7 separate regions of the Mus musculus genome follow, and regions 1, 3, 4, 5, 6 and 7 are each linked to region 2. The links are chromatin contacts, called in public HiCAR-type, HiChIP or PLAC-seq, capture Hi-C and promoter capture Hi-C maps. All regions are on one chromosome and are shown on one strand. Each heading gives the region's core, a stretch centred on a gene start, on an enhancer-like site or on the middle of the called end of the contact. The rest is flanking DNA. Distances are from core to core; before and after follow the strand shown.

What was found. HiCAR-type assays count read pairs that join an accessible place to other places. HiChIP or PLAC-seq counts read pairs in DNA pulled down with a chosen protein or histone mark. Capture Hi-C pulls out chosen DNA fragments and counts their contacts.
Region 1: a contact with region 2 is called in an HNF4G HiChIP or PLAC-seq map of pancreatic cancer cells. The contact joins the enhancer-like site here to the promoter of Sh3bp4 in region 2. A contact is called at or near these places in 2 of 39 promoter capture datasets (cranial neural crest and hippocampal neurons) and 7 of 115 datasets of contacts at active chromatin or transcription factors (astrocytes, embryonic forebrain, embryonic hindbrain and 4 more).
Region 3: a contact with region 2 is called in a capture Hi-C map of embryonic stem cells, with 2.3 times the contacts expected there. The contact joins the promoter of Gbx2 here to the promoter of Sh3bp4 in region 2. A contact is called at or near these places in 1 of 484 Hi-C or Micro-C datasets (embryonic stem cells), 3 of 115 datasets of contacts at active chromatin or transcription factors (astrocytes, embryonic forebrain and embryonic stem cells) and 3 of 9 other capture datasets (adipose tissue, embryonic stem cells and embryonic trunk).
Region 4: a contact with region 2 is called in an HNF4G HiChIP or PLAC-seq map of pancreatic cancer cells. The contact joins the enhancer-like site here to the promoter of Sh3bp4 in region 2. A contact is called at or near these places in 3 of 39 promoter capture datasets (hippocampal neurons and liver) and 2 of 115 datasets of contacts at active chromatin or transcription factors (astrocytes and pancreatic cancer cells).
Region 5: a promoter capture Hi-C map of liver shows a contact between it and region 2, with 3 times the contacts expected there. The contact joins the promoter of Hjurp here to the promoter of Sh3bp4 in region 2. A contact is called at or near these places in 2 of 39 promoter capture datasets (hippocampal neurons and liver), 2 of 484 Hi-C or Micro-C datasets (CD4 T cells and CD8 T cells), 2 of 115 datasets of contacts at active chromatin or transcription factors (embryonic stem cells and hepatocytes) and 2 of 9 other capture datasets (adipose tissue and liver).
Region 6: a FOXA1 HiChIP or PLAC-seq map of pancreatic cancer cells shows a contact between it and region 2. The contact joins the enhancer-like site here to the promoter of Sh3bp4 in region 2. A contact is called at or near these places in 1 of 39 promoter capture datasets (embryonic stem cells), 1 of 15 datasets of contacts at CTCF or cohesin (the NIH/3T3 cell line), 5 of 484 Hi-C or Micro-C datasets (adipose-derived mesenchymal stem cells, embryonic stem cells, nephron progenitors and 1 more) and 19 of 115 datasets of contacts at active chromatin or transcription factors (T-cell acute lymphoblastic leukemia, astrocytes, bone marrow-derived macrophages and 13 more).
Region 7: a HiCAR-type map of astrocytes shows a contact between it and region 2, with 3 times the contacts expected there. The contact joins the promoter of Dnajb3 here to the promoter of Sh3bp4 in region 2. A contact is called at or near these places in 2 of 115 datasets of contacts at active chromatin or transcription factors (astrocytes and embryonic stem cells).

Annotation. Positions count from the first base shown.
Region 1 is chr1:89,600,879-89,604,392 of GRCm38.p6, reverse strand. The region is part of intron 1 of Agap1 (ArfGAP with GTPase domain, ankyrin repeat and PH domain 1); the gene reads right to left. Among named protein-coding and RNA genes, the nearest start is that of Gm41914, 22 kb to the right of the region's middle. Within about 2 kb of position 1,327, at least 64 of the 459 cell types and tissues checked have an H3K27ac peak or open chromatin away from gene starts, as enhancers often do. A contact at or near this core is called in pancreatic cancer cells, where this site is marked.
Region 2 is chr1:89,068,573-89,072,423 of GRCm38.p6, reverse strand. It overlaps Sh3bp4 (SH3-domain binding protein 4), which reads right to left and starts at 2,009. Exons shown (of 6, transcript NM_133816.3): 1 at 1,827-2,009.
Region 3 is chr1:89,929,455-89,932,938 of GRCm38.p6, reverse strand. Gbx2 (gastrulation brain homeobox 2) reads left to right here and starts at 1,763. Exons shown (of 2, transcript NM_010262.3): 1 at 1,763-2,706. The coding sequence starts at 2,184. LOC102637806 reads right to left here and starts at 864. Exons shown (of 4, transcript XM_030244408.1): 1 at 791-864; 2 at 253-330. The coding sequence starts at 834.
Region 4 is chr1:88,532,872-88,536,524 of GRCm38.p6, reverse strand. No RefSeq gene overlaps it. Among named protein-coding and RNA genes, the nearest start is that of Gm19589, 17 kb to the left of the region's middle. Within about 2 kb of position 2,239, at least 47 of the 459 cell types and tissues checked have an H3K27ac peak or open chromatin away from gene starts, as enhancers often do. A contact at or near this core is called in astrocytes and pancreatic cancer cells, where this site is marked.
Region 5 is chr1:88,275,905-88,279,476 of GRCm38.p6, reverse strand. Hjurp (Holliday junction recognition protein) reads left to right here and starts at 1,898. Exons shown (of 8, transcript NM_198652.2): 1 at 1,898-2,103; 2 at 2,192-2,258. The coding sequence starts at 2,008.
Region 6 is chr1:88,426,315-88,429,943 of GRCm38.p6, reverse strand. It overlaps Spp2 (secreted phosphoprotein 2), which reads right to left. Exons shown (of 8, transcript NM_029269.3): 8 at 3,506-3,622. Among named protein-coding and RNA genes, the nearest start is that of Spp2, 21 kb to the right of the region's middle. Within about 2 kb of position 1,388, at least 26 of the 459 cell types and tissues checked have an H3K27ac peak or open chromatin away from gene starts, as enhancers often do. A contact at or near this core is called in pancreatic cancer cells, where this site is marked.
Region 7 is chr1:88,204,385-88,207,898 of GRCm38.p6, reverse strand. It overlaps Dnajb3 (DnaJ heat shock protein family (Hsp40) member B3), which reads left to right and starts at 2,151. Exons shown (of 1, transcript NM_008299.3): 1 at 2,151-3,167. The coding sequence starts at 2,221. The coding sequence ends at 2,949. The region is part of intron 1 of Ugt1a10 (UDP glycosyltransferase 1 family, polypeptide A10); the gene reads right to left. The region is part of intron 1 of Ugt1a9 (UDP glucuronosyltransferase 1 family, polypeptide A9); the gene reads right to left. The region is part of intron 1 of Ugt1a8 (UDP glucuronosyltransferase 1 family, polypeptide A8); the gene reads right to left. It also overlaps Ugt1a7c, Ugt1a6b, Ugt1a6a, Ugt1a5 and Ugt1a2.

The DNA of each region.
Region 1 (3,514 bases), core at 78-2,577, 530 kb before region 2:
CAGCAATGCCAAAGGCTCTCACCCTGGCCCTTACTCCCTCACTCCAGCTCCAGGCCTTCCTAGTGTCCACAGCAGACCTGAAGGCTGTCCTGGTTCTCAGCACAATGTAGAAAAACAGAGGCAGGAGCCTGATTTGCCTGGGCCTGACTTGGTGTCAAGCTAGATTTTCATCTGTTTTTTTTATTCTACTGAAACAGTTACTTTCCTGAAATCTCTCTCTCTCACACACACACACAAAGGATATAGACAATGGCTAGAGCCAGCAGCAAGATTGCAGGGTGCAGAATATTTGGATCCTCAGAAAGAAACCAGACAGCTATTCAGCGAGGGTGACTCGGGACAGGTCAGGAAGAGAGGGCCCCTCAGTACTGAGGGACTCAAGCAGGCTGCCTTACACCTCTCCACCTCACACCCAATATCCCGCTTTGGCTCACAGGATTTTCACGTTTCCCGTGTGCCACCGCCTATCAGAAACGATAGCCTGAGGTAGTCAGTACCTACTGCAAGCCAGTCACAGGTTTCATGTCTCTTTCCAATATAGCTCACTCGTTAATCTTCCTCAAATGCTGACTCCTGTTACCTCTTAAGCTGTCCAAAAAGCAAAGTCCCCCACAACACATTCAAGGTCAAGTCAGTCATCGTGCTCAGGAGGATGCTTGGTACTCAGACCCAGCAGGTGTCAGGGCTGGAAGCCATGGCCTGCTTCTCCTCTGTCGGTGGCTGGAAAGGGTGAGGGGTGCCAAGCAGGCCAGGAAGACAGTCCCCTGACACCAAAGAGGCTGCAACCAACACAGGACAGACATCCCTGGCCCTGCACTGACCTAGAAACCCCCATGTCTAAGGAGCCGAGTCACCCAGAGGAAGGTCTCTGCTCAGAGAAGCTAAATCAGGAGCACCGGGTGACCTGCAGAAGCTACAGAAGACAAGACACATCCATACTGTAGCCTTGTGTGACATCTTTGCAGAATGTTCATTTTTGTGGCAACTAGGTTAATAAAATAGTTGACTTAATAGAAGGAGGGGGAAGGGAGGGGGAGGGAGACGGGAAAGAAAAGAAAAGAAAAGAAAAGAAAAGAAAAGAAAAGAAAAGAAAAGAAAAGAAAAGAAAGACTAAAGAATCGACACAGTTTCATCATGAAACCTTTCTTTAAAAAACAGGGCCCAGTCTGAAGGAAGGCAAGGCTGGCATGGCTCAGGGCCAAATGAAAAGTGACACATGCTTTAGTCAAAGACGTCTGCACCACAATCTCTGTCACCTTCCTCTGTGTGGTTTCTCAGCGACTGAGCCTTGTGCCACAGACAGCAATGGAAACACAAGCTACACAGCACCCACACAGAAACCTCCTCACCCAGCGGGGAGAGGGGGCCGAGGCAAACCACAGCTCCTGTCTCTCTCAGGTGACGACAGAGCAGCTGCCTGGCTGCTTCAAAGAACGACTCAGGGCATGTCTGCATACACTGCCCAAGGACCTTCCCAGTGGACAGAGCCTGAAGGCACAGCTGTTTGTGGGCTTTCTTATTACGCACATAGTAGGCCCAAGATGGATGTCCTGCGCTGAATGAAGCTGGTATGATATGATGCACGCCTGCAATCTCCGCACTTGAGAGGTGGGACCATAAGGATCAGAAGTTCAAGGTCCTCCTAGGCTACACAGTGAGCTCAAAGTCAACCTGACCACCCCGACTCAACACCCTCACCAAAAACAAAGACCCAGAGGAAACTGCGGTGCCCACTTAACACCTCACTCCATGGAATACAAGAAGGAAACACATTCACAGGCACTGGTTTAGATAAAGTACTACTGCACTGCAATTTAACAGTAGGGCAGAGATTACACTGGTGGGCGTGGGTAGCCCACTGAGCCTTCTGCTAGGTGTGGGTCAGGCTGCCTGGCTCCTGTTTGATGCCACAAGTGACCTCCACTGTGGCTTGTCATTCCTCATCACAAACCAAGCACGGCTTCGATTACCACCCCCCCCCCCTTCTGCAGTGCAGTGCAACCAACACAGGGCCTCCACACACTAGACAACTGCTCTAACACCAAGCTATGGTCCCAGAACTTAACAGTCTTTAGTCAGCTCAACAAAGGAAAAAGTGGGTGCTGGGTCCTGACCTCCCTCCTGTGGTGACAGGCTACAAGGACTCCAGGTTAGACATGTAAAATGTGACATCAGTTCCTTCACTAGTCTCGTTAATCATGACAGTGGGTTATGAATGATAGCCAAGTGGACAGAATAAAGGTGCAGGGACTGTGCTACCCACATGGGCTCCAAGATTCATGAGGACACCTCAACTACCTCAACTGTAGCTTGTGCTAGCAGAGGAAGCACACAGGAAGGCCAGAGGATGAGCTTCAGGGGTCAGGGCTGCCTTCATGCTCCTTTTGAGAAGCCCAAAGGTCAGCTCTTGCCCCACAGGAGACCTGTTTCAGCAAGGGACACCATACATCTCCACAGGGCCCATCCACTTTAGGGACACAACAGTGCCATCAACTCCACTGCGCACAGATGCAGACAACAGCCTCCCTAGGCCTCTGCCTGGACTTCCACTAACCTCAGTTCCTCCTGGCTACATCCAACTCCTGGTAGAAACTAAGGAGCATGGAGGCCAAAGGCACCCTGAACCTCCCTGAACCTTCCTTTTCCTGAGAGGCCTTAGGCTCATTCAGAGCAAAGCCCCATTGCCTACTACAGGGAGCAGGCCACCAGCAAGGATGGAAGGCAGAGCAGAAAACAGGTCGCTGGTAGGCTTTGTCCCTCTGATGGCTGGTCTCTGTCTATGAGACAAGCTAGAAGTACAGGTCAGAAGAGCTTGAGCAATGATGATGTCACACGGTTCAACCCACGGCACCCAAGCATGGTCACATGGGCAGAAATCAGCATGATGTCATCACAAGCCTGTCAGATCTCCACAGCATCTTAAACGATCGAAGATCCTATAGTGAGCAGGGCCCAGCTGGACAGAAAATAAGGAAGGTGGCTGACTGATGGATGAACTTGAACTGGGGCAGCCGGAACCCACCGGGTCCTCACCTGTAGCCTGGAGGAGCCTCCTTACAAATGGCGAGTTTCTAAGAAAGCTTTCAATTCCACAGCTCCACTGGGTGCCTTCCTGGGGCCTCAGTACCTTGAACTAATAATAGTTCATTAATGCCCTTTATCAGGCCAGACTCTTACTGCATCATCTGGCTAGAGGACACAAGCCCCAGCACAGCCATGCCCCCTGAGGCACATATTACAGCCTGGTCTGCAGGATCACCACAATGACATCATGCCCCCACCCCCACCCAGTTGGGCTCCACCAGGGACCACAGACACAAGCTTCAGCCACAACTCGTGAAGCTGCCACCAGAGTAAGAAAAGGAAGCTGAAATTGTAGGTGAGAGGAGAGGGGGGGAAGAAAAACAAACCCTGAACAAAACGCACTGTCTCGGGTACTAGGATGCTCTTGGAACCTTAGAATTCCACAAAGGTTTTTAGAAATGCACTCTTTTTAGCAACAGACGTGATCTTT
Region 2 (3,851 bases), core at 760-3,259:
AAGGCAGCCTGTGCCTCACCTCTCGGTCTGGGTCCCTATTAATTGTTCTGTAAGAACATTAAAGCCTGGTGCCAGGACCTGGGGACAACAGGAAAAAAAGGAAAGTCCACAGAGGCCTTGCTGGCATTTCTGCAGCCAGCCTCCGAGCCGGTCATTGTTCAGTCGGTAAACACGTGAGACATAAAACAAATTGCTGGGAAACCAGGTTGTTCACTTCATGTGTCCTCCCAGGACCAACTGTTCTCTCTTGGAGGGTGACCTGGGCAGGCATTTACAGGACATTCTACAGCTTTGCATATACCAGGCACCAATGCCCCCTGACTTTGGGACAACCCCCTCCCCCAAGTCCAAAAGATGCTGCAGAAAGGATCCTTGAGAAGACCAGTTACTTCCAAGCCTCTCACTTTGAAGGACTTAGCCAGCACCAACAGGAGAATAGGAGTGTGCTCTGGGATCCCTAGGGCCTGCCTAGATCTTGCTTCCTGGGCAGGGTAGCGAAGCTCTAGGTAGCTTGTTTTACCTAGCTACCTAGATGACACTGTGTAACAGCTAAATGCTCCCCAGCACATTGAAATACAGCCGCTGTCCATCTAAGGATGCCAAAAACGCTCTGCAAACCACCCATTAATTTTTATGGTTGGCCCAGGAAGCAGATTGAGAATCATTACTGTCATTTTTACAAGGCTCGGTACCAAAACCACGGACTGGGCTGAGGTTTCGGCCCTCCCACCACCATTCTCTCCATCTGTACCCACCATCTCATGGGAAACCCCAGTACATCAAAAGGGTACTCATAACTATCAGAAACAGCCTTTGTGGTAAGGCAGGTCAAAAATTCCAAACTTTGGGCACGAGACAATCAAGGGTTTCAAGCAAGGGTTTTCTTGAGGTTAGGCAAGAAGGCGCCAGGTATAATTCAATGATTAAATCTACAAGGCTGCGACATCCCCACCCCCCACCCCCAACGAATGTGGGATCGGCGTAGATCTCGTGTTTATTTCCGCTCTGGACACTCATTGCTTTTATAATCAGAGCAAAAGTTATACGAACTTTATTTCTGCTGCTAAATCACAGAACACCAATCTGATGCACTAACAAGGGAAGAATAAACACGAATAAAGCCCAGCATGGTATTCCCTTTCAAATCTCATAGCTCCACGAGGCTCCACAACCTTCTGCGCACGCAGAGCGGCCAGCCAGCTCTCCGCCACTCCTCCCGCGCGGCATCTGCAGGCGCCCCACACCCGGGAAGGGCCAGCGCCAGCCAGCCCCACAGTCCGCACCGCTAAGCCCCCCAAACCTGCATACTACAACGCCAGATCCCAGCTGGGAGCCTCCTGGCCCCCAAACCCTCTAACAAGACACACTGGGCGGCGCAGGGCGGCTTCACGGTAAACAGCACTTGCAGAACAACGCTCCTCTATCCTAACCGCTCCCACCCGCACACCCCAGCGCTGTCACCTCGGGGCTGCGCGGTCACTCGATCACCAAGACAGAAACTGGAGTTTTCAATTTCATCCTCCAGGAGGGCTCTCCGAAGAAGTTGAAATGTGCATTGTCACCAAGTTTAACCCAAAGCCGCGCTCTCTTCGCTCCTTCTCAGAACCGCGCGGGTGGCGCCGCGACCCCCTCCGCCCTCCCCGCGCCCCGGGCCCTAGCGACCACGATCCGCAGCCCAGGTCGGGCTGTGACCACAGAGGGCAGGGAACCGGGAGCTCAAGGGGCTCGGAGCTGCTCCAGGCTAGCCGCGCCCCAGAGCCCGGGATGCTGCCCAAAGCCACAGCGCGCGCGGGGATAGGGTGCGCCGTCCGACCCTAGGCTCCTACCTGGCTCGCATGGCGCCCCACGGGTCCTGCGGTTCTCTTGTCCTGTGGGGCTCACCCGGCCGGGGGCGCGCGCGACTCCCGGTACCGCGGCCTCAGCGATCGAGGCAGCAGAGGTGGTGAGGTGCCCAGACGCCGCGACAGCCCAGAGCGCTCGGCCCCCGCCAGCGGGCGCAGAGGTGGTCTGGGCCGGGGCGGGGCGCGAGCGCGGGCGGGGCCGGGGCGCAAACAGCGGGCTCCAGGAGGGCGGAGCGCAAGCAGAGACCGCGGGAGGGGCGGGGCCAAAGCTGGGGGCGGAGCGAGGAAGAGGCGGGTCAAGCTCAGGCTGGGGCGTAGGGACCGGGGGCGGAATCGCACTCTCAAGGCGGAGTCTTTGTCGGAGAGGCGGGGCCTAGACGATACTGGGGCAAAAGTGGGCGGGGTGTGCTCAAATGAGCGTGGTCAATATGAGGTTGGAGCAAGTAGGGGCTGTGCCTCGAGCTGGGGGAGGGCAGTTCTTAGTAAAGGCGGGGCCTGGATGAAGGGGGCGGGATGTCCCGGAGGGGCGGGGCCGACTGAGCCGCTGATTTACTTAAAGAAGCGGCTTGGCTTACTGGCGCCTCCAGTGCTCCGGCGCGATTCCCGCCAACACTCCTTGTCTCCTTCCTTAACAGCGCCAGTTAAGAGAGTGGGGTTAGGGCCTCGGGATCTTTACCCCTGGACCCAGAAATGAGCAAAGATGATGGAGACCTCCGGTGCTCTGTTTTGGGGAAGCCTCTGATCCCCCGGGAGTGGTTAAGCAGTAAAACCGAGAAAAAACAAACAAAACTCAGCTTAGGGAACAACTACAAGTGGAGGAGAGCTGCCTGCGAGGCAGATTGCAACTGAATACATGTCAGCATAGTTACACTTCCTCTGCCCAGACTCACATACAGAAGTAGACGCTCGATGCGAGCTCAGTGAATGAACACACTGCGAGGCAGCGGAGCAAAAGCCCAAGCTCATGAGTCATCTCTCACGGGAGTAGACAGAGGCCTGTAGGGGTTGATTGCCTCAGTGAGGTCGAACCAGCCTTTGACTGCTGTGGTGGTGAGGCCAGGGAATGAAGGCTTCCACTTGGAACCAGTGGCAATCATGTCTTCAATGTTGCCACAGATCCAAATCCAGCAGCCCACTGAGTCCATCTTCACTATCATCGCTGGCGACAGATACCATTTATATTTTCTAAGTGACTTCAGACGTTAACACAGATTATCATATTCGGCAAGATCACATGGGAGAGGGCTTCAGAGTCGGAATACTAGCCAGTTTTCTATCTCCCGTGTTCTTTATGCTCCCCTTCCACTCCACCCTTGCACTCGGGCTGCCCGCCTTCCCCCACCCCCACCCCCACCCCGCTCTAGATGTAGTCCTAGTGGAGTCAGGTAGACATACTGGTCAACCTAAGGCTAAGAGGGTAGAATTTCATATTCTCTTAGAACATGGAAACGAGTACAATTACTCCTTAAGTGTAGCTGTCGACCTTAAAAGAAGCAGTCTCCTGAAGGTGCAAGTGACTTACATGGTTGGAGGGGGTGGGGGTGGAGGAGACAAAAGCATCCAGACTGGAGGGCGTGTCAGGAGCCAGCCTGCTGTGCTGGGATCTCTAGGCCTCTGTGTGAGTCACTTGCCTCTGAGTATGAAAATTAAATACAGAGCATAAGCCTCAGCAGAATGCCTAGCACAAAGTAGCCATCACTAAATATTAGCTATTTGTACTGCCGTGACTCCGAATGTCTCCTGTCTAAACCATGTCAGAAAGAGGGAGAGGGAGAATATGCATGAACGTGGGCTGGGGTTATAGCTAGAGTTGGTAGAGTGCTTGCCAAACATGCACAAAGCCATGGGTCCCATCCTCAGCGCCAAGAAATGGGGATGTAGTCACTCAAGCCCACACTCAAGAGATTCAAGGGGGATTCAAGGAAGGTGGATGCAGAAGGATCAAAAGTTGAAGGTCATACTCCCCTACATAGTGAATTCAAGATCAGCCTGGGATGTGTGAGACCCTGT
Region 3 (3,484 bases), core at 514-3,013, 860 kb before region 2:
GCCATCTCGAGTTCTGGGCGTGAAGTGAAGGGATGCAACACAGGCAGCGCCCTAATGAATTCCTTTCAAACCGCCTGCTGCCGAAACCATCTATTACTGCGGCCCGGAGAGGGGAAAGGCGTTTGAGATGTCTTTGTCCGGGTGATGGAGGGGAGGGGAGGGGACACTGGTGGGGGAGGAGGACGGCTGGCAGCCGGGCCAGCGAGTTTTCTTCTGGCCAAGAGATGCAAAGGACTCATCGTCCCCTCTTACCTCTCTGGGTGGGCAGTTGCTCTCTGGCAAGATTCTTGGCCCGAGAAGATCTCTAGGATTGAGACGTCCCCGGGGGACCTTGGGGTTAGAGCGGGAGAAAGAGGAAGACCGAGAAAGAAGAGCTTCAAAGAATCGGGTCGATAAATTCATAAAGATCGATTTATCTTTATCTCCCAATTAAATGTGCTTGTGATACATAACACACGTCCAACATGAGCCAACTCCCCAGCCAGAGCTCTTCCGGGTGAACTGATTTTTTAATGACCTATATAACAATGCCCTCCTTTGCTCCTTGGCCTGGTGCTGTCAGCAGTTCCGAAAGGACGTCTAGACCAAGGAATCTGAAGAACAGGCAGGGGGACCCGAGGAAGCCCAACGCGCTTGGCAGGATCTGCCTTCGCCACGAAAGGATCCCATTTTAAAAGGAACACAAGATTTGAAAGTTTGTTTCAACATAAGAAAAGATGACCAGAAATGCCTACTTTCCTTTCGCCGCAATCCCTCCAATCTCCTAACCCCCAAATTCCCGGCTTTTTACCATTGTCGAGAACAGGGGAAATATCTTGAGGGACTCAGCTCCATCCAGCAGTCCGCAAAGGGGAACCGCGTGCCCAGGAGTCCTCGCGCTGCGCAGAGCCAGGGTGAGAGCTCCCTCCGTTGCCAACGTGCTTAATTAGTGCCTATTTACAAAACGCAGCTTTTATTTGAGCAAACATCATAAAGCTTTCATCAGGATAATCTCACGTTATACAATCCAGAGGCGTCGCAACCCCCCCCCCCATTCCTCCCTGAAGATGGAGCAGATAAAAGACTCGCTTTATTATCATAATTATCGTGGCTGTTATTTTGGTGTACGCTGGCAAAGTGGGTAAATAGGTGCGATGATTAAGAATGTCATGAAAAATGAGCAGGGATCGCTCACGGAGGGCCCAACCAGGAATGAGGGAGACCACCGCCGGCCGCCCCGCTGCCACCAGCGGGCCGCAAGCAACCATTCAGCTTCCGTGTCGTGTGAGCAAGGGCTGACAGGCCCAGGCGCACCTCTGGGAGCAGACCTGCAGAGGCAAGACCTTAAACGCTATCCGGAGACCTTGCCCGGACCCTTGGCACAACCAGAGCGCCCCTGGTTAAGGTGAGCATCACACAGGGTTCTGCTGTAGTAAAACACTCCCGGCCCATCGGTGGCGGGTGCCAGTTCCAAGCCGCCTCTCATGAGGCCTCCACAGGGATGCCAGGGACTCTAGGGTCTGAGTCGGGTAGGTAGCAAGGGTCCCTCTTAAGTTTGCTCCGCGCGGTGCAAAGGCTCCAGCTCCCAGGCCAGCACGCTCCAACCGTGGCGCCGGTAGCCCATTTGCGGCCCGCCTGGGTGAAGGGGGCGGAGCCCTAATTTCGCCCCGCCTTCCCCTGAATAGCAAATAGGAGTTGGTGCTCGGTCCCACGTGACACGAGCTCCGCTGGGCAGCTGGCAAAATGTGAATGAGAAAGAGGAGCGCGATTTAAAGGTGCTGGCGGCGCCCGCCAGAGACAAGTGCGCCGGCTTCGCGCGCTCCCCAGCCGCCCGTGGGAGACGACGGACTGCAGGACGGACAGACGGACGGACGCACGCACTGCTGGTAGCTGGGCCGAGACCTGCAGACGCGAAGCGCGCGCGTTCCGACGGGCTAGCAGCCGGGAGCGGTTCCGGCGAACGCGAGGTCCCCGGCGCCCTCTCCATCCCGGGCGCACGGCCTCATCGCGCTCGGTGGCTGCACCCGTGCAGGCCGGGTATGCTGCGGGTCCTGCACTGAGGGGCGGCGGCGGCGTCTGCGCTCTGGGCACCGCTCAGCCCCTGCCCGGAGTTCCCGGTGGTACTCCCAGCGTCCGGAGGGCTTCCAGGCGGCGGCGGGACACGGGGACTTTTCGTCTCTCCCTGGCTTCTCCCGAACGCGTCTATGAGCGCAGCGTTCCCGCCGTCGCTGATGATGATGCAGCGCCCGCTGGGGAGTAGTACCGCCTTCAGCATAGACTCGCTGATCGGCAGCCCGCCGCAGCCCAGTCCCGGCCATTTCGTCTACACCGGCTACCCCATGTTCATGCCCTACCGGCCGGTGGTGCTGCCGCCACCGCCGCCACCGCCTCCCGCGCTGCCCCAGGCAGCGCTGCAGCCCGCTCTGCCGCCCGCGCACCCTCACCACCAGATCCCCAGCCTGCCCACCGGCTTCTGCTCCAGCCTGGCGCAGGGCATGGCGCTCACCTCCACGCTCATGGCCACTCTGCCCGGCGGCTTCTCTGCGTCGCCCCAGCACCAAGAGGCGGCGGCTGCCCGCAAGTTCGCTCCACAGCCACTGCCCGGAGGCGGCAACTTCGACAAAGCCGAGGCGCTCCAAGCGGATGCGGAAGACGGCAAAGCCTTCTTGGCCAAGGAGGGCTCGCTGCTCGCTTTCTCTGCGGCCGAAGCGGTGCAGGCGTCGCTCGGTGAGTCGGCGGCGCGCGCAGCCGGAACGCGGGGACGGGAGGGAGTGGGGGCGGGCCAGCTCCGGGTTCCCGCCGAGACCCGGGGGACGAGGCCGCGCCCCCGCCCGACCTCTGCGGGAATAGCTGGAGGAGTTGCGGTGATGCCCACCGGAGCTTTCCAATGGGGCATTTAACGCCAAGCAACAAGCAGGATCCTGGGGAAAGGAGGCGTTTAGAGCTCTCCTGCTAGCTACTCCAGGCCACACATCTGGTGGCGTGTTTGGCACACACACACACACACACACACACACACACACACACACACACACGCTGTGATTATTGAGGGTCCTTGGTGTGTTGCAACCTTAAAGAGAGGCCTTATTGGGCTGGTTTTTTTCTTTTTTCAGTTGCATATGTACCCAATAGAGTCCAGACTCAAATATCTTCACTGGGTTCTCTGTTCATCCAAGAGAATCAGATTCCTGCGAGACTCTCTCTCTCTCTCTCTCTCTCTCTCTCTCTCTCTCTCTCTCTCTCTCTCTCTGTGTGTGTGTGTGTGTGTGTGTGTGTGTGTACATGCACGCACTAGGAACTCTAGGGTGGAAAACTTCTCCTAAGGAGACACAAATGATATGTCTCAAGAAAGCTGCGGGCTGGCATCGGCCCTACACCACTCACATCTGCTGTGAAATTGAGGCTCACTTAATTTTAGTTGTTCAGATGGTGGTGGGGAGGATCATGAACTCCCCCTTGGTCTTCAAACAGTCCTGGACCCCAGGGAAACAAAGGGGATATTCTC
Region 4 (3,653 bases), core at 990-3,489, 540 kb after region 2:
GATTATTTATAATATTCATCAGTAACTGGTAACTAGGGGAGTGACTTGCTCAGCAGGCAAAAGTATGTGTCACAAAAGCCATATTATCTGAGGTCTGTCCCTGGAGCCCCTAGTGGAAGGAAAGAAATTAATCTTAAGAGTTGTTCTCTGGGGCCAGAGAGATGGCTCAGCAATTAAGACTGCTCTTTCAGAGGTCCTGGGTTTAATTCCCAGCAACCACATGGTGGCTCACAACCATCTCTAATGGGGTATGATGCCCTCTTCTGGTGTGTCTGAAGAGGCCTACAGTCAAATATATAAAACAAATAATTCTTTTTTTTTAAGTTGTTCCATAAGCTCCACATGCATGCGCGTGCACACACACACACACACACACACACACACACACACACACACACACGCACACGCACACACACACACACACACACATCATGGGCACACATGTACACAGACACAGACATACATACACACACTAAGAGCAAAAGAATTTGAATAGCTGCAAACTGGGTCTAGGGCTCTCTCCTTTCTTTAGACACCTCTTTTCTCTGTGTCAACAAATAGCCTTCACCCCCAATTGCATGTCTTGCTTAAAGGTAGCCCATGCCATCTTAAGGTTTCTTGCTTCACTCTTCAAAGCTGAATTTCACAGGGTGCAAGGAGGAAGATTTGGGCCAACCTTTGATGCCTTTTAGAAAATCATCATTGGTGGGGCTGGAGAGATGGCTCAGCAGTTAAGAGCACTGACTGCTCTGCAGAGGTCTTCAGTTCAATTCCCAGCAACCACATGGTGGCTCACAACCATCTGTAATGGGATCTGATGCCCTCTTCTGGTGTGTCTGAAGTCAGCGACAGTGTACTCACATATATTAAATAAATAAATCTTTTTTAAAAAGATCATCATTGGCATTCTTCATGAAAATCTTGTCATTCTAAGGCTAGAAGAAGTTTTAGACTAAAGCAACCCACGTCACCTGTCAGACTGCAGGTCCCATAGAAGGAAGGTCCCTGCAGGGTCTATGGGGGAACTGGGATCAGATCCGAGGTCTAAGTCAGATGATGCAGATTACACTTTGCCAGGAAAAAACAAAGCTTGGAAAGACCTCAATTCATTCAGTAAGGACTTCACCCTTTATTTTAAGAATGACACAAAATCAAGGTTTTTTTGTTTTTTAAGTCAAGCATGCTAGTGCATGCTTATAATAGCAGAGGTGGGGGACATAGAGACAGGCAGATCCTTGGGGGCTTATTGGCCAGTTATCCTAGCTGACGTGAGTTCCAGGCCAGTGAGAGACCGTTTCTTCAAAACAAGGTCAGTGGCACCTGAAGAAGGACACATGGGATTGTCCTATACCTCCATCCACAGGAGCAAAGATGTACCCACCTACCCCCTTCCAAACCCAAAATTAAGGGTATTCTCACAAAAAGGGACCTCTCATGACTGCCCTCCGAAAGACCCAACGAGCAGCTGAAAGAGTCATATGCAGATATTTACACCCAACCAATGGACAGAAGCAGCTGACCCCTGTTGTTGAATTAGGGAAGGCTGAAAGAAGCTGAGGAGAAAGCGGGTCCTGTAGGAAGACCAGTAGTCTCAATTAATCTGGACCCCCTGAGATCTTTTGAACACTGGACCACCAAACAGAGAGTATACACCAACTGATATAAGGCCCCCAACACACATAAAGTAGAGGACTTCCGGGTCTATGTTCATTCAGAGATGATGTACCTAACCTTCAAGAGACTGGAGGTCCCAGGGAGTTTAGAGGTCAGGTGGGGTGGGGGTGGGGGCATCTATGTGGAGACAGGGGAGTGTGGAGGAAGTGTGGGATGTGGAGCAGTTGGAAGGTGGATGGGGGAGGATGAAGAATGGAATATTCAGTGTAAAAAATAAATTAAAAAAAATTCCCTATGTCTGGTATGGTATAGATGGTGTCCATTATTCAAATAGAAAAGGAATAGGCCTTTTTTTCTTTTTTCAATCTAGTCAGTATAAATAGGAATCACATTAGGTTATTTAATTTCTGAAGAGCTCACATGATTAGATTTAAATACAAAGCAAGCACAGCATTCTCTACTTGATTGAAATGATGTCTAATAAATGTTTGCGATCCTCTTGAGAAGTTAGATAATGTGAAGTTCAGTGCTTTCTCTTTCTTTAGTCAACACTTTAAACTTCCCGCTGGAGCTTGGCTCTCCCACTAACGTTGCTGGTCCATGACTCACCTCAGGAATAAAGAATGCTTTTGTGTGTGGGGCTTCACCACAGAGACGGTATTTTTTTTTTCTTTGTCTCAACCTCATCCTGAAGGTGTGGCTTTCTTAGCAAAATAGTCATTCTTTCTTTGTGCTGCTTGGGCCCCCACTCATTAATCGAGTCAAGTCTGGAACACCCATTAACAACCCCTAAAGATTCAAGGAAATCTACTCAAAGACCAGTTATTTCTTTAATGTTCTCAAATTCTCTCTTCAACAAAACCGAGAGCAAGGCTACACAAGATGAGTTGGGAGAGCTCAGGTTAGCAGAGTCCAGACTCCATGCAAAGGCAAATCCTCTGCCTTGTTATTAGCGTGACTAGAACCAGAAGACGTACAGGGATATCCTTAGCAAGCCAGAATGGCGTTGTCAGCTCAGTAAGTACATATCGAAGCAAAGACCAATTGGAGATAACTTTTATGAACAAAATATTTCTTTTTAACCACTAAGAGTCTTCAACCAGAAGGACTCCAAAGAAAATTCCAGGGGGGTGGGGGGGAGAACTTGATAGCAAAGACACATCATGAAACAATTTTCAAACAAGTGAACACATTTTCAAAGTTTAGATGAACAACAAGAACAACAATTTTGTTGAACAAAGAGCTAAATACTAGAAAAGTAATAGAGAAGTCTTGGAAAGTTACACAAGAGGGATCAAGATGGTGATGAGTATTTGACATAAAATTCACTAAAACTGAATTCAAAAATTGGTCATGAAGAGGGGAGAGAAAAGGAAAGAAGAGAAGAAGAAGGAGAAGGAGGAGGAGGAGGAGGAGGAGGAGGAGGAGGAGAAGAAGAAGAAGAAGAAGAAGAAGAAGAAGAAGAAGAAGAAGAAGAAGAAGAAGAAGAAGAAGAAGAAGAAGAAGAAGAAGAAGAGAGACACACATAGAGAGAGAGAGAAGAGAGAGCTTTAAAAACCAGGTTGGGGAGATAGCTCAGTGGTTAAGAGCACTGACTGCTCTTCTAAAGGTTCTTAGTTCAAATCCCAGCAACCACATGGTGGCTCACAACCATCTGTTATGAGATCTGATGCCCTCTTCTGGGGTGTCTGAAGACAGCTACAGTGTACTTACATATAATAAACAAACAAACAAACAAACATCCCAATATTGGCAGGGAAAGTACGTGTACATCAGTCCCCAAAGGACTGACACAGGTACAGGGTTTGATCTCTGCCACCTGATGAACCCAGGCTGTGTGAGGATGCTACACAGATCTGTTGGCAAAATGGTCCAGGTTTACAGGGAGCAATGTGCCAGCACTTAGTAAGTGCAGTGGAGAAAGGCTAAAGGCTTGACTGCACATGTGGGCATTCACCCCAGCAAGCAGACTCTCATCTGACTGAGACTGTACAAAGACCAGAGAAAGAACCTGGATGGATCTCACTAGAGATAGAAGG
Region 5 (3,572 bases), core at 649-3,148, 790 kb after region 2:
AACTTAATGGAACCTCACACACTCCCACACCCCCACTCTCATCCCCAGCACACTCACAATACTAAATACTGTGGTTAGAGATTTGTAAACACCCCCAGGCTAAATTCCTGCCAAGGTCTTTCATTGCTTAGGTTTCAAAATGTTGACCCATGGCATCAAAGTACGGTGTGTTTTTTGAAAGCCCATTTTACACCATGCTGCACTTTCCTCTGGAAACATTGCATAACAAAGGCTCTCCTGAAGGGTTAGAGATCCATTTCCTCACGCTCACCCTGATAGTTAATATTTGTGGCTGTTGTTAATTATGCTAACCTCCTAGACTGGACATGACTATTTAGTTTGGTCCCTTTTAACTTTCGTAAGTTAACTTACAAAGCAATAGGTTTAAATGTGGCACCTTCCTATGTCCGCCCTCAGACCTTGTTCTTGCTCATCCTTAACTTAGTTTTGAGACAGAGCACTGCCCATTGCACCTCCTCTCTTGTTGACAATTTCTGACCTTTGTCCTTTTCCCTGAAGGGCTTTCTTACTAAATGTTCTTATCATTAACCCTTGGTAAGATTTATTATTACAATATTATATTTATTATTATTTAATACTTAATTTGGTCCCTCTTAACTTTCATAAGTATTTGGGCCAAATTACCTGTTCTGTTTTGTATATGTAAATGCTTTAATTGATTTTTCTCAATGACAATCAGTATTCTGAAACCTTCTCCGCCTATTTGACTAAACATACTTTGATGAGCTATTAATGCCTCTTTCTAACACAGTAGTCGTGAATGATCTATGTGAAGTCAAAATTATCTGTAAATTGACAGAGTCTCGGATATTTTCTTGTTAATGTGAGAAAACACCTAGCAAAAAGCAAAATAAGGAAGGAAAGTTTTACTTTAAGCTTGCAGTGCAGAGAAGTTCAGCCATCAGGATGGGGAAGGCTTGGAGGTGCTCAGGAGACAGAACAGCATATCTAGTTGACGCCACCACCAACGTTCTGAAGCAACACCTTCTCACATCCCCACAGGCAACAGGTTCATACTGGGGTAGGGACAGATTGGATGAGGCAACCGCCATCCAATCCCAGGAGAGTCGGACGACCGACGGCCCTCCCAGAAGCCCAGGATCTTGAAAGAGACTTCCGCGCTTGTTGCAAATACATTGCGTGGGCATCCACAGTCTATGAGCCTGGAAGCTCTTCTTCCCTCCCTCAGTTTCAATGGGACAGCATGAAAAGATTATGGGGGCAGGCTGAGAAGTAGAGAGGCACCTCAAGGGACTTCCTGATACTCAGTAATGATTCCATTAATTCCCATATCGTGATAATCACGTTAATACCCGCAAACAAATGTAGCTGTTATGAAGTCACAGTAAAACCAACTAGTGGGGTTCAATCCCCCAGCTCTGCCAGAAGACAACCCCTCCCAAAAATTCTGAAAATGTTCTAAAATGTTAATCGAAGTAAATGCCCTCATAAAATGGACACCAAATTACCTACCCCCTCAAGGAACAAGATAACAATCAAGAAACAGCCTATAATCAGAAATGGGAGAGAAAGTTTATTTTAAAACCCTAGGATAAAAATCACAGATTCTGTCACGTTTATAATATCGTTCAGCACATTTACACGCGTCTTGTTTTTGAACACTGGCTTTCCAGACTCCTTTCAGGACCGTTATTTGGATCTGGCTTTCCCCAAGCCTTCCCAAGAGCTGGGAAATTGGTAGATCCAGGAAGGAGCCTTGACAGGCAACTCACCCAGAAGCCTCTAGGGGACGCGGGAGTGCCGCATGAAGTAATGCGCATGTTCCACCCGCTCCGGCGGACCCTCCCTCTCGTCCCTCCCCTTCTCGTTTCCACCGGAAGTGCTCCCTGGGAGCGGCGGCCGGAAACGCGGGCAGGATCGGTTGCGTAAATACTTTTGAAAGACCCTATTAGCGCGCGGGGCGCCACGTTTGATCTGTGGACGGGCTTGGGCGGGTGCAGTGCCGGGCAGAGAGCCACGTACGCCATGGAGTCTATGGGTCGGCAGGACCGCAGGCTGCATCAGCAGCTTAAGGAAAGCAGTAGCCGCTTCCAGACGTTAATGAAGCGGCTGATAGCGAAGGTAGGCTGGGACGGCGGCCGAGGCGGGCAGGGCGCGGTGGGCGGGGATCCAGCGCCCCGGAGTCTGACCAGCTCTCCCTTCCCCGCAGTACAACCAGCCCTTTGAGGACGACCCGTTGGTGGAGATGAGGACGTTAACCTACGAGACGCCCCAGGGTACGAAGCCCTCCCTTCCTGTTGGCACTGGGCCAGAACAGTGGGCCTAGAATTTGCAATGCTGCATTTGTCCCCCTTGCTCCTAGGGACCTTGAATCCCTGAGTTGCTGATTTCCAATTTAATTTCTCTGAAAGAAATGCCTGGAGACACAGTGCAGCCTGGTTTTTTAAAATGCCTGGCATGGAAGTTCGAGCTAATTGATTAGCGGTACAAGTGACTCTGTAAAATAAGGATGTTGACAATCATGGGTAAGCCGTATGGTTGTGTATAACATCACCAGAGTACCTGTCAGGCCATTGGAACAGCACCCAGGACTGCTCCGCTCTCATGGGCTTTGCTGTATAAATGTAGACCCATCTGTTTTGGACAGTCCCCATTATCTGCCACCTCTGACGCATTTTATTTAATGTTGTGAGTGTACTTACTACCTTAAACCTCATCGGTTCTCTAACTGGGATAAGTTTGTTATTTGATGAGGTCGTATCCTTCCCTAAGACCCATCCCTGATGTTTGTCTGAATTTATTGATAAAATCGGATTTCGGATCACAGTCTGCCAGGGGTCTACAAGTGCAGTCTGTCTTTTGTCTTATTGGCTGTTCAGGGCACGTGTTGGGTAAGCATTTTAAATAAGCAGAAACTGAACTAATTCTACAAAGAGGTTGCTTTTCTCTGGATGGGATCAGGACACAGCAATATAGGAATCCATAAGTGTGCTGTCTGACTCTTGGCTTTTCTGTGCTCTTGCGGCTGTTTGTGAAGGGGTAGGCAGTGTCTGGAGTATTTTGGACTGCCCATCTGTCTTCAATGATATATTCTGTCAGTGATATATAACTGATGTCAGTTATATGAGAACAGTGAAGTTGCTGAAGAGTTTGAGACTATACAAGTTGGTATAAGAGCCCTCCCTGAGGTCTGGCCAACACATAGACACCTAGGGCTGCAGTTGTCGGTTAACAAATCTATGTCCTAGCAAGCTTGCCATGAATCCCTCATCTTGTTGATTGTTCTGAGAGACACGTTTTTGGCGCGGCCTTTCCTAACATGCAGTAGACTGAAGTCCAGATTTAAGGTGGAGACTGGAGCAGAGAGCTAACTGCAGAGAACAGGAGGGAATCATTTGTGTGTGTTGACAGTTCACCTGGGCATGCACTTAGCACGTATTGTAGAGTTCAGTTTCAAACATGCAACATTAGCACTTTATGCGATTAAATGTAGAATTCCACGGAGAGGGCCATTCAGCAAAGCCTTGATTTGACTTAGCCGTTGTAGTTGAGCATCAGTGTCCTCTGGAAAGGTCATGTCCCACAGTGGT
Region 6 (3,629 bases), core at 139-2,638, 640 kb after region 2:
GTTTAAATGAGGTCATGAGGCTCAGACTGGTGTCCTTATAAGAAGTGGAACCAGGGCTTGCCCTTCACTGTATGCAGTCATCTGCACGCCCTGAACTGAGCTCTCACCAGGAACCAAATTAATGACAGTGTGATCATGGCCTCCCCAGACACAGAGCCACAAAAACTACATTTCTGTAGCTTAAGCTGCTCACTCTGTGGTATCTGGTTATAGCAGCCCAGACAGAATAAGATATTTCTGGTTCTTTCCTATTCCTAAGTCATTCTGTAAGCCCCTGGGATGCACTACAACAGGAGATCATGTGCTACTTGGACTGGTGGCTGATGCTGTTACTATAGCAACCCCAGCTGGGGCCCTTGACCACACTGCACCTCTTGCAGGCTGTGCTTAGACTTCAAAGGTCACTGGGCTCTGCTCAGTGTCTAGAAATTTTATGTCCTCACCCAGATTCTCCTTTCCCTTCTCAGGCATCTAATGTAACAAGCATTAGACGGGGGAAAATGGAGGAAGAAGGGAAGGGGAGGGGAGAGGAGGAGAAGGGGAAGATAGAGTCAGTCTTGAAAACTCAGAATCAATCAGTCTAGTCAGATTTAACTCTAGCTTCATCCTGAAGGACTTGGTCTAGAACTGGGCTCCTCAGCAGCAAGGATTCAACCCTCAGAGTAATTCTCACCTCAAGACACTGACATTTCTCCTCCACAAACTCTCTCCAGTGATCAACAGCCAGCCCGTTAACCACCAAAGAAATGAGACCCACCATTGTAAGATGTGTGCAGAACTGTAAGATGCGCAATCAGAATCCCATCTTTTATTGCCAACCTGGGCACAAAAACCTCACAGGACGGAGAGTCTGAGGACATTCCCTCTAAACTTAAGGAAGACCTTGACCGACATCCAAGCCGAGGAAGCCCTCACATGGATGGGAACCAACCAGCCAGCTCTTTCCCACAAGAGTGTCCCAGGTGACATAGGGACAATATGGTGCATGCCATGTTGTCAACAGGCCAGGCCACACTGAGACATTCCAGGGATGGAACATGAGGGAAGCATTAACCTCTGAGCGACTTTTCATTCCCAGACGTGAAATGACAAGAGAGTAAACACAGCCCCACAGGGCTGTGTGCAGCAGATTCCCAGGACCTCTATAGAAGGCAACAGCTTGATGTGGCTGCTGATTCTGGGGGGAACGGGGGCGGGGAGGGGGAGAAGATCACTTCTGGCAGGTGACTCCCACACACCTGCCTCTGGAGAGAAGCCAGAATTTTTCTGCTGGAAGCCCGATGGTGGCACAATGACATTCTTGTAGCAAGGGTTGTCACTGTTTGTCTTGCTCTGTGGTTTCCACTGAGGTCAGAGTCAAAAGAGAGAGTCCTAGCACTGACTGCATTCCTCAGCCCCACCCCTGAGAACAGCTAAGGGGCTGGCTTGTTTAATCGAAAATACCTCACATCATTCTGAAGGGCCGTGATCACATCAGCTCTTGCAAACAACCTTGGCCGGGGACTCTCGGAGTCTATGAATCTCACCAGCTCAGTCCATCTTCCTAATGTCTCCACTGACGGCAGCAGCTGGCGAACCCAGTTTCTCCATCAACCGTGTTGATATTTTAGCTTGCTGGTGAATACTTGCAGAAAAGCTACCCTCTAAGAAGGCCTGGGCTACACTGCTGTGCATCTAGGCATGCTCAGTGCGGGTGCTGGCTCTCACTCTCCCAAGGAACAGACAGACTCACAATGACAGTTCACACCTGCCTCCGGCTTGCTCCAGTACCAATGACAATTGCGGAGCAAGGGCCACCCATTTCACACCTATGTATGTTTGCTGCTGTCTTCTCCAGAGGAATGTGGAAGAAATGTGCAGTAAATTCAAAGACTGGGAAATTACATAATTATGTAGATTCATAACAAAATTGTGTGTAAATTTTAGCCTATTTTGACCATAAGGGAAATCACAGCTGCCCTGCAGAGATGTCTACAGATAAGGACTCTGGTGGGCCCAGAGTGTGGGAGTTTACCAAGGTAGAGGGAGTGATTGGATTCAACTATAAAGGCAGAAGAGAGTTTATGTTTTATGAATGTTGGTTAAACATGTATCTTTAGAATATCTTCATCTCCTCCAGACCAGCGCCATTCCCCAACACGTTTTAATTCTTCAGTCTTCAGTACAACGTGTCTGTGTCTGAAACAAATACCATGACAGGATACAAGCAGGAGCCAAACCTGAAACACATTCAGTAAGTGCCAGGTAGCTGCATATAAGAAGCATTCTGTATAGCATCTTGACTTGCTGTCATTTTCAGAAGGCTGGCACAAGCAACTCTGTGAGAGTAGGTCTCACCACGAAGCTGAAGCTGGTCTCAAACTTAGAGTTCTCCTGTTTTAGCTTCTCAAGGGTCACCAACAAGCACTGCTGTGCCAACATGCTAAACTCTTAATGGGAGAACGGATGCCATCTCACAGTTTTACAGGCACACACATGTGCACACACACGCACACACACACACACACACACACACACACGACTCACACCAAACCACAAATGATGTCCAAAGGAGGCAGATTTGGGGATGAGCCCTATTCCCTAGGCGGGTTTGTTGGGAATGCCCACTTTGGAGGATATTTCATTCTGTAGCTAATTTATTAGACTAAGAAATCTAAAGGAATGCAGTAGTAGTATGTGGTGCTCCTATAGGCACAGTGGTCGATTGCAATGAGTCTTACTCTTTAGCCACTTAATCAATTTTTTTCTTAGTTAAAATCCATAAGCGCACAGAAGGCAGCGGAAGATCCTAGGTACCCTGCTCCCTCACTCCCTGCCTTATTTCCTTGAGAAGCATCTCTTGCTGAACCCAAAGCTCTATAGGCATGTGTGGCCATACCTAGCCTTGGTTTTATTTATTTATTTTTTTAAATAGATGAGATCTAGGGATTCAAACTCAGGTTCCTATGGGCATTGATCAATCCCACCCACTGAGCCGTCTCCCCAGTCCACTAAACTATTCTTGGAACAGTTCTATGTGTACAGAAACACAGGACAGTGTACAAAGTAACCTGTTCTCCCACCAAAGATGTTCTCTGTTATTAGCAGATTGCGCTATTGTGTCAGCATTTTCTCCACCTGATGACCCAGGCTGCTGTGTGGTCAGTCACATCCCACTGCATGGGTGTGTGCCGTCTCATCCATTCTCTGGGGCTTAAGGAGCAAATGGTGTTATGTACCATGTTGTCTGTATCATATGGGAGAGTATTCCTGCCCTAAAAGTCACCATGATGACTTACAAAGAAAGACAACAGGATGCTTGAGTCTGCTTGCTTTTAACAAGATGTTAATATCTATTGTCAATTGGCTGAAAACACTCGAAACATAGTTACTTTGTGAGCCTCCATCCCTAGCATCCTCCTCATGCCTCCTAACATCAATTTCTCATCTGAAATTGGATACTTAGTGATGCTCTAATCTGAAATTGGATACTTAGTGATGCTCTATTCCAAACCAGACAATGAGAGAGCAGTAAAGGAAGGGAAAGATCTTTATTGCAGAGTGGAGATTATAAAAAGGAAAAAGACACCATTCTCCATGCCTTTCTTCATTTCAGCTTCTGCTTCTCTTTCTTTCATGAAATCTATTCA
Region 7 (3,514 bases), core at 902-3,401, 860 kb after region 2:
CCAAATAACCAATAGCCACGGCCTGTAAGGAGGGATCCAGGAGTCAGAAAAGCACTTAAACCAAGCAATCACAGGGTACCACAAGATGCTTTGTATTTCTGTGGAGGCCCTTGTTGAATGCAGTGTCTTCGAAAAGTCCCATGGGAGGGATTTCTTTTTAAGCTGGAACCAGAAGTTAATATTCCCATCTATGGAACACCTAGCTCCTTAGATGGCATAAGAATGGGTCCTGATACTAAACAAAGCACACAAGCTCTCTGCCCTCCTGAGGATCAACTATGGATTCTTAGAGGGAAAAGGCAGTTTTCCTCAGATCTCTGCAGCATTTTCCCCATCCTACCTCTCATCATCTAGAAGTTCCCACAGCTGCCTATATCCAGAATAAATGGATATATTTCTCATAGGCAGGGTTTCAACCCTGAGGCCAATCCATAGCTGTGCATTCAGTAACTGTTTTTGTACAAACTCCATCTACTTTTACTATAGGCCCAATACTTAGGCCAAGTGTTCACTCTTAGATCCAGCTGCTTTGGTCTTATCTCAGAGCTTCAGCCTCTAGGCCGTCCTTCCAGCCCACTTTATCAGTTTGCCTTTGTATTATCCCACTCCACCACTGCTTCTCTGGTACTTTGGTCAACAGCTTTACAGGGCCCACAGGAAAACTCAAACCCTTTAGCCTTGCTCTTCCTTAGACCCTGGGTCACTTTGAAAGGAGTTTTCCTCCTCTTTGGCTCTCCTGATTAGTCAAATCCATCTACCCTTTCCTCCTAATGAGGACTCTATTACTGTTTATTGCATGTTTACCAAGTGCCAGGCCTAGAGGTTCAAGTTCAGTCACTGGGCGTGACATAAACTCAAATGACTGTTCTGGCATACTAGAATTTCTGATTAGACCTAGTACCCTTCATGATAGAATCTTTAAACATTTACTGGTTAACCATTTCCTTTAGAACTAAGTAATCTTTAGAGATACATGTTGCCTCACCACTGATCAAATAAGGTAATACAGTGGTTTTTGTTTGTTTGTTTTTTAAAAAAAAGCCCTCAAGAAAGTGGGGATAAAAGCAAGTGTCAAGCAAAGGCAGAAGGAAGGCCAGAGTCATACTACAACAGTATTAGTGGCAACAAGAACATTTCACCTAAGGTGCTTCAAAAACAGCCACAAGTTCCAATTATTTTTGTTCAGAACAACAATGGTTCTCCAAGTATAAACTAGAACCCTGAAGATCCCCCAAGGACCTTTCAGAGGAATGTTACAAGGTTGAAACTATTTCCATTAACAGAAATATTAACTTTTAAAGATCTAATTTTCTCATAGGCATATGGTGGAGTTTTCCAAAGGTTACTCTATGAGATCAAAATAGATTGCAGAAGAATCCAGCTCTATGAAGCCCAATGCTGGAGTGATTTGAAGAACACAAACACACATCACCCTTCTGAAGTTTTGTTTTGAAGAAGTTATTTTCTCAGAACATGTTTTATGCTAGTGTGTATTTAATAGATATGTTTTTCATTGCTTTACTTTCTCTTAGAGCCATATAAATGAAAGGGGGGGGGATGTCCTATGGCCAAAAATGTTTAAGAACCTGAGTCCTTCACAAGCCACTGTCCTTCAGACCAGGCTCAGGGTCAGACAAAACATAATCCTGACAACCTTCCTAATTTCCTGCCTGGCTGACGAAAAGACAGCTTGGGGCAGGGCACAAAAATCCATTTAAAAAATCCAGTTTTGTGAGGCACACTTGTGCCACAATGCACGATGCTGAGGCAGCAGGGCATTACTGCAAGTTTAAGGCCAGTCTGAGCTACACAGCCGGGGAGAGAAGGGCGAGCAGCATCAGGAGAAGAGGGAAAGGAGAAGAGTGAAAAAAAGGAGAGGTAGAGAGAAGGCGAAGGTGCGGGGAAGGGTGAAATAGTACTTTTCTATAGCAGCCAGAGTCAAAGCCTCTCTCCCCTAAGTCGTCCTTTGTTCGCCCTACCATAGGACAACCCAATCACCACTGCAAGGATACTAGACTCGGTCCTGTCTTTAAGCGTCACTGAGCATCTCTGGGAGCACAACGGATCCCTGGGCCCTCCATTCTGATAGGCTGAGGCACCGCCCGCCTCCGCCAATGAGAGACGTTTGCGTCACAAGGGAGTGTGGCGCCGGCCGGTAGGCGGGCGTTCAGCAGCTGCCACCGCCGCTCCAGCGCCGAGGCCGCGGGCCGGCCAGCCGCCATGGTGGACTACTACGAGGTGCTGGGCGTGCCGCGGCAGGCCTCAGCCGAGGCCATCCGCAAGGCGTACCGCAAGCTTGCGCTCAAGTGGCACCCGGACAAGAACCCCGAGCACAAGGAGGAGGCCGAGAGGCGGTTCAAGCAGGTGGCGCAGGCCTACGAGGTCTTATCGGACGTCCGCAAGCGCGAGGTGTACGACCGCTGCGGCGAAGTGGGCGAGGTGGGCGGAGGCGGCGCGGCGGGCAGCCCGTTCCACGATGCCTTCCAGTACGTCTTCTCCTTCCGAGACCCCGCGGAGGTCTTCAGGGAGTTCTTCGGGGGCCACGACCCTTTCTCCTTCGACTTCTTCGGGGGAGACCCCCTTGAGAACTTTTTTGGGGATCGGAGGAGCACCCGTGGAAGCAGAAGCCGAGGGGCTGTACCCTTCTCTACCTCCTTTACCGAATTCCCAGGATTTGGGGGTGGCTTCGCTTCGTTAGATACTGGATTCACATCCTTCGGTTCTCCAGGAAACTCGGGCCTTTCTTCTTTCTCCATGTCTTGCGGCGGTGGGGCGGCAGGCAACTACAAGTCGGTGTCAACCTCCACCGAAATAATTAATGGCAAAAAAATCACCACCAAGAGAATCGTTGAGAATGGTCAAGAAAGGGTGGAAGTGGAAGAAGATGGAGAGTTAAAGTCCCTGATAATTAATGGCAAAGAGCAGCTGCTTCGCATCAATACTCAGTAAAGACTAAAGTGTCTTTTAAGGACTATCAGGACTTTTTTGTTTAAACGCGTTTTCAAGGGAACTCTACTTTCAGAACAACTGTATTCCAGACATTATATGCAGCTCATGTCGGTGCCTCTTGTTATTGTTGGGATCGCAGGGATAGGATCTCTCTTGGTCTTTATGCCTGTTGTAAATATCTGTATGCCTTTGGCACTTATTAAACTTAATCCTGAGGCAGACCACTGTTATGTTCTAGTGCTAGGAAACACTGTTCACAACACCTAAAACCACACAATCTCCATTTTGTTGAACATTCGACTCAGAGCTTTCCTTGAACTTTATAGCTCCACTTCCCCACATGCGCACCAAGGTGAAAGATGGGCATATATTGAGTCTTTCGTTTAAGATAGCTAAGTTGAAAAGAGTGGCTTTTAGTTTACCTAAAGTCATGCTGACATAGGAACAGTTGACTACTGTTTAAATGAAAGGCTAAAACTAAGCAGCTAAACTGAAGAAAGTAGACTTAAGTATATTCTTGTTATTGCTGCAACAAATTACCACGAACTTGGTAGTGTGTATATCA